Linked DNA regions of Xenopus laevis: region 2 is linked to region 1. A link is a contact called in public Hi-C data. All regions are on one chromosome and are shown on one strand. The core of a region is the stretch at or near the end of the contact, and the rest is flanking DNA. Distances in the headings are between cores, read along the strand shown. Region 1 overlaps slc2a10.S (solute carrier family 2 (facilitated glucose transporter), member 10 S homeolog). Region 2 holds the start of zmynd8.S (zinc finger, MYND-type containing 8 S homeolog).

The links. A called contact is a pair of places that touch in the nucleus more often than the background predicts.
Region 2: a Hi-C map of the XTC cell line shows a contact between it and region 1, with 5 times the contacts expected there. The contact joins the promoter of zmynd8.S here to the enhancer-like site in region 1. A contact is called at or near these places in 2 of 4 Hi-C or Micro-C datasets (the XL177 cell line and the XTC cell line).

Annotation. Positions count from the first base shown.
Region 1 is chr9_10S:8,181,118-8,184,610 of Xenopus_laevis_v10.1, reverse strand. It overlaps slc2a10.S (solute carrier family 2 (facilitated glucose transporter), member 10 S homeolog), which reads right to left. Exons shown (of 7, transcript NM_001092560.1): 6 at 2,013-2,148. Among protein-coding and RNA genes, the nearest start is that of slc2a10.S, 9.2 kb to the right of the region's middle. Within about 2 kb of position 1,545, at least 2 of the 7 cell types and tissues checked have an H3K27ac peak or open chromatin away from gene starts, as enhancers often do.
Region 2 is chr9_10S:8,549,242-8,552,734 of Xenopus_laevis_v10.1, reverse strand. zmynd8.S (zinc finger, MYND-type containing 8 S homeolog) reads left to right here and starts at 1,907. Exons shown (of 21, transcript NM_001177440.1): 1 at 1,907-1,920. The coding sequence starts at 1,907.

The sequences.
Region 1 (3,493 bases), core at 296-2,795:
AGAACAATGGAAAATGGGTGACGATTGTAAATAAAATGTGGTGAGCACACAGTTCCATCAGTTCAAAAAGGAAATGTGAATTGTTAACATGGCATCGAGCCACCCCATACCTTGATAACATGTTATTGCATGTGCTGTTTTCCTGAGGCCTGGGGGAAACGCTTCTCCATTGCGCCACTCACTTCCTGGTTAGCTGGCTTTAAGCGACTATAGTGAAAAACAGCAGGAAGCCATGAGCGTAAGAAACATGGTTTCCCCCAGCCTTATTAAAACTTTATAGACATTATACCAAATTCTTCAAGGGGGAAGGACAGGGAGACTGTAATGCAAGCACAGAATGGGGTTAGTACACTCTGATGGAAGCTTACAGGGGGAGATACAGGAAGTGTGTAATGCAAGTAGAGGGTGGGGCTAGTACACTCTGATGGAAGCTTACAGGGGGAGAGACAGGAAGTCTGTAATGCAAGCACAGGGTGGTGTTAGTACATTCTGATGGAAGCTTACAGGGGGAGGGACAGGAAGTCTGTAATGCAAGCACTGGGTGGGGCTGGTACACTCTGATGGAAGCTCACGGGGGAGGGACAGGAAGTCTGTAATGCAAGCACAGGGTGGGGTTGGTACACTCTGATGGAAGCTCACGGGGGAGGGACAGGAAGTATGTAATGCAAGCACTGGGTGGGGCTAGTACACTCTGATGGAAGCTTACAGGGGGAGAGACAGGAAGTCTGTAATGAAAGCACAGGGTAGGGTTGGTACACTCTGATGGAAGCTTAACAGTGGGAGGAACAAGAAGTCTGTAATGGAAGCACAGGGTGGTGCTAGTATACTCTGATGGAAGCTTACAGGGGGAGACATGAAGTCTGTAATGCAAGCACAGGGTGGGGTTATAACACTGATAGAAGCTTACAGGGGGAGGGAAAAGAAGGCTGTAATGCAAGCACAGGGTGGTGCTGGTACACTCTGATGGAAGCTTACAGGGGAGGAACAGGAAGTCTATAATGCAAGCACAGGGTGGGGCTAATACACGCAGATAGAAGCTTAGGGGGGACAGGATGTCTGTAATGCATGCACTGGGTGGGGCAAGTACAGTCAGATGGAAGCTTACAGGGGGAGGAGCAGGAAGTCTGTTATGCAAGCAGTGGGTGGGGCTAGTACACTGATGAAAGCTTACAGGGGGAGGGGCAGGTAGTTAGTAATTTAAGCAGTGGACTGGGCTAAAAGACTGCAATGTTTGAAGAAATCCTTTGTCACTAAAGCTAAACATTTGCATTTCCCATCTCCGAACCCACACCAGCCTGTACATTTGCACACTTCTAACTAAATACCACACCTGGTCAACAAACCTTTTTATTGCAAGAATAATATATATGGGGTATTTAGGGCATTATGAAGGGAAAAGAAACTAAGAAAGGGAGATACTGGCATTATATAACAGAAGGGAATGATCTGCCCTATTCACTCCACCTAACTACCTATAGCAGCCACCCAAACCTGACCTGAACTGCGGGTCTTCTATACATAAAATGCATAAACATGTTGCAGGACTGTCTCTAAAGCACCTATTCAAATTCAGCAGCTATTCTAACAACTAGTAGTAATCCCAGTGGTGCAGCCATAAAACCTTATATGGTCCAGCTGCAAGAGACTGGCTTCAGCCAACCCTTTCTGCTCAGTCCATTCCAAAATACAATAAGGACCCTCGAGAGTGGTGAGCCCAAAGCTTTAGGAAGCCCACTCCAGTATCCCAGCAATAGCCACACTGCAGATAGGGTTGTCCTTGATTAGAAGAGGTTAAGATACCTGATCATATATGATGTAGCTTGGGCCAGAGAGAAGCATCTACCTAAGTTGGAGGTACTGTATGTAGATGGCTGGACTACTTCACCCACTGACCTCAAGTGTTGACCAACTGCCCACCAGTAATGTTCTCCAATGTAATTATTGTTGTTATTATTATAGAATGGAATGATAGACGATGGGTTAGTATAAGAGCAGGTAACTAATATCCATACCTTTTCGCTGACAACTGTTGATCGATTTCTTCCAGGGACTGTCCTTTGGTTTCAGGAATGAAGAAGTAGATGAAGGTAATGGCCAGGAGGCCCACCCCACCGTACAGCAAAAAAGTCCAGCCCAGACCTATAGAACCTGTAGGTCGACAAAGAGTAATCAGACTGGTCCTGACTCAGTCAATGTCAGTCGCACAGACAGTATAAACAATCAGAAAACCAGCTGGCAAATACTTGATGCCCAATATAAGCTAAGCAGGTTTACTGTGTGTTTAAGGTTCCTTGCAGTGATATCTACTCAGCTCTTCCCATATGTCCTGGAAAAAGACATATTTGCTGGCAAACTACACAGTAAAACAATTCCTTATTGGCGGCATCAGTGCCATGCATGTATAAAATTAAAATTTATTTGGTAACATGCACCAAACTGCACCAGTTCAGCAACCTACCATTTGCTTTTATTTGCTGCCCTAAACAGCCAAATCAGTATATAGTGTGTGGGTAACTGGGAGACAACGGGACTTGCTTAAGAATATGGCATTCCTTAGCAAATCATGAGTCTACTTCGTAGTACTGATGGTGATGGTGGTGGTGTTGGTGGTAGGACTGTGCAGGTTGGACCCCCCTACTCAAGATTGATTCCTCATTTACCACGTAAATGGCATGTAAAGGCAAAAAAATTAAATCCAATTTTTACTTTCTTTAATGAAAAAGAAACCTATCTCCAATATACTTTAATTAAAAAATATGCACTGTTTTTATAAGAAACCTGACTGTATGCAGTGAAATTCTCCCTTCATTTCCTGCTGTGGATAGGAATTGTCAGACGGTCCCTAACTGCTCTGCAGGGAAACAATCATACTTATGTACAGCAGGGGGAGCCCCCCTTACTTCCCAGCCATGCAGAACTCAAGCAGCTTTGTTTGTTTCCCTGTAGAGCAATTGGCGACTGTGTAGAGATTTGTATTGGATTTTATTTTTGCCTTTACATCCCCTTTACTGTTTCCAACTCCAGCTGCAGGGACAAAGATCATGGAGCCAGATTTAAACAGATAAACTGGGATTCTATTTGGAGGATTATTTTGCTGCAGCCACTGGTTCTGCAGAGTTGGAGAAAGTTTGTATTAAACAATACAAAAACTATAAAATCCACATTAGATTACATGACAACACAGGACCCAGTGCAGTCTGTATATTCTGATTATTAATCAGTCTTGTTGTATCGGCTTCTGGCAGATATTATTTGACTTGTGCTGTTTTGATCATTTATGACGATCCCTAAGCAGCCCAGACCCCACTGAGCATGTGCACAGTCTTGGTCTTGCAAAGATGTATAACAAAGTTACAAGATGGTGACCCCCTGTGGCCAACTTTGAAAGCATAAATAATTTGTTTGATTAGACTTGTGGTGCAGTAAGTTCATGTTTATGTTTAGTATACAAAATACAGCATTTCTAGCCTTATTCTATTTTACACTTTACTTC
Region 2 (3,493 bases), core at 658-3,157, 370 kb before region 1:
GCCACACAGTCCTTTCTCTGATAAGGTTTTTAAACCTACTGATTTCATCCAGATATCTCTATGGGATGAAGTCGGGGTGACCACACATTGCAGGTCTGGACTGAGAATTAAAATAGGCCCTGGCATTTCATGTAAACAGAGGCCCAATCAGCCCACACAGAGGTCCAAACATCCCCCACCAGCCCACAAAATACTGACTTTTATGGCATCTTATAGCAGCCCCTCTAGCATTTGCCAGAACCCACAGATTGCCAGTCCGGGCCACCATTATGGTGATAGAGGTATGAGGGCAGATCATTTAGGGCTGAAATCTGCTTTTGTGGGTTTGAAAGCCATCATCATCTAAATAGATTAATGACAACCCCAGGAATGATTGGATCAGCCCTGTATTGGCCAATCTTTGTAGCCAAATTTGTCAATAACCTGCTTGTCCAGTCTTTGGTCAAAGGGCCAGTATACTGTATATCCGGCAATACACATACCAATAATATTTTTTTTAAAAAAGTCCGGTCTTTGCAACGAAGGACTGGAACAGTAGGAAGGGAGTCCATCCATCTGGCAATTGTGTTTAATTCTACCTGGTTGGCCCTTTTATAGCCTCCATTAGGTCTCCCTACAGGCATTTTCACAATAGGAGGGGCATCTCTGTATAAATTTATAGCCGGCTGTTGCTTTTGTTGAACTGTGGGAAATACTATAAGTCTGGAAAGGTGAATCAATGATATTCAAATTATTCTTTAATGATAAACCAGGAATGCCCTGTGTTGATGTGTAGCTGTGTAACAAGGTATAAGCCTATAGGAGGCTACTTACCTGACATGAGTACAACATACCTTGCCTAGAGATTAAGTAGGGCTATAAAAATTCAGCTGTTTTATCTTGCAGTTTCTCTCTTTGTTTGTTAAAGAGGGTGGCTGTGACCCAGCGTTAATTAAAGTGCAAAAGAGATTCATTTACATACAAATAGGCTTTGTCTCTTCGTTTGCACAGATACCTGGACCCCTCTCATATGAAAAACAGACCTTGCAGAGTTAAAAATCTGCAGTTCACACTCAGCTACAGCGGAAGCCTTTTCCCCCCTTTTGTCCCCCCCCCCCTTCTGTCTGTTGCTTTAAAGACAGTTTGAATCGGAGGCCTTGGGAGGATGGGGCATTATAAAAAAAAAAAAAGGTTTGCTTTGCTGAATGAAACTGACACTCTGAGCTTTAGTCATGAGATTGCTGTGCCTTTTGTGAACTGATTTTTATTTACCCTTCTGCTGCTTTCTTTACCCAAGGTGCAAGAGGAGTCCAGTGCCGCTGCCAGCAAAGTGTCCTGAAGGTTTGTGGTCAGGGGTTTTGTGCTTTTGGCCTCCATACAACATTGCTACTGACATTCTCCTTATCACACAACATTATTCCTGCGAATCTGCATGCCTTTGGGTTTTTTTTTAAATGTAATAATATGATCATAAAAATCATAAAAATCATGTACAGATCATGTCTTTTTATTTTAGCAGGCTCAATAGCAGTGCTTTTTATTTTAATTCGTCCTCCTTGTTCCAAACCTCAAGTAGATGAGAATAAAACCCCTGGGTTTATTTCTGTAAAATGTAACGTATTCGGGAGATCTTTTAAAACACATGTCTTTTGCTGTTGAAAAAAAAAAAGGCCTAACTTAGCCTGTCTTTTTTTTTCCCTTGCACAGGATGCCTTTTGCTTTCCAGAGCTGCACAAAGATAATCACTCAGGAAGTGTTTCAGCCAATGGCCTGAAGCGTGACATTAGGATTTGTGTAAGCACCCAATCCTGCCCCGGCTTCTATGAAGGAGACAGATCATCAAGCTGAAGTGCCAAACCCTTTTCTGTCTGAGTACAGAGACTCTGTCCTCCATGTTTTATAAGTATTGACATAACACTGTGTTACAATGCATCCACAGAGGTAAGCCTTGCTTTTTGTTTTTTGAAAATTGTCTACCCATCTCATGGATGTACAAACTGGGCTTTTGCAGGTCACATCTCGGCGACTTGTCGTGCAAAACTCACTTTATATCTACAGTGTAAATGTGCTTTCTTTGGGTCACATGGTCTGGATGCCATGAGCCAAACTGCTTACTCTGGCTAGAGCTTAACTTGTGCTAAAGGAACTTGGGCATAACTTTTTTTTTTAATTTTTTTTTAATCTTTTCTCCCAGTGAAAAAGGTGGTGTTTTTTTACCCTAGTCTTTCACAAAAGCCAAGCCAAGGAAGAGCACTCTCCCTTCATTATTGTCACATGCTGCTGGGGAGAACATGGAGTCTGGCAAAGCACAAACATTAAGCAGCCCCCAAGGAAGCCAAACGCAGGAGGCTGGCAACTTAAGCATCAGGCAAGTTTATCTTCTCTCTCACTAGAAGAAAAGTCAAGGCCTTCAAGGAAAAATTAAAACAAAAAACACTTTATACTGTATGGCAGGAAACCCTTCTTACTAATGCCTGGGTTAGATTTGGGGCCTAGCCTGCATCCTGGATTGATTTGCCCCAAGGTATTTTTTGTTTTTTAACATTTTTATACATTGAGGACTTGTTTATTATATTCCTGCACCTTCCCTGGAATACTTTTTTTTTATTCTTATACCATTTTAAATCTGGATGTAGCATACCTCACAGCAACAAACTAATATGGATTTAACACAGTAAGTACTGAACACTTTTTTTGTATTTTTTTTGTCTGAGTGTATTTTGGCTATAGCTGCTTGCCTGTCATTTTGTTTTAGTACAAAATAGTCAGTTACATTTTTTCAGGGGGGGCTTTTGTACTTTCCTGGATGTAGATTATAAACAGGGGAGAATATTTCCTAGGCAGCATGGCTATTTTTATCTTTTTAGCTGTAAATTACTGGAAAGGCCTGATAGAGACGAAGCATATGGGCCTTCACTAATGTGAACAAGGGTTAAGTAACTATGTAATGACTGCTGCAACGTCTCTGGAATTTTTCTTTAAACTGAAAATTACATTTACAGAGCTGGCAGGAATATTTGTCAGATTTTTTGTGTTTAGCTTCATAGTAAAGAAGTAACTATCTAAGTTGCTGTTTTTTTCTTTTATTTTTGGTGTGTATGAGGTTTTTTTGTGATTAATCCGTCTTTCAGGGTCTGCTGTTACTTCCTGCTGATCACATGCCAGAAAACATTTTTTTTTTTCTATATTTAAGTGCTGATTTCATTTCTTTTTTTTTTTTTATAAATATAATTTTGTTCAGTCGGGACTCTGAAATGACACAACAAATCCTTTTGTAAATCATTTTTTTCCAGCCCACTAAACAAAAGGATGTGGTATCTGCCAGAGAGAATTGTGTATTTGTGTTACTTTCGTGGAGACTTTAATCAGCTGTTTTTGTACTTAGTTTGCAATCTATATAAGTGCATGCTGGGGATCCTCATCCCCTACTTTTTTTTTAATTTGTAGGAAACAGGTTGTACATTATAAGATATATTTGACATTTTAAAGGAAAACATAAGTACAGGCAAGTCAT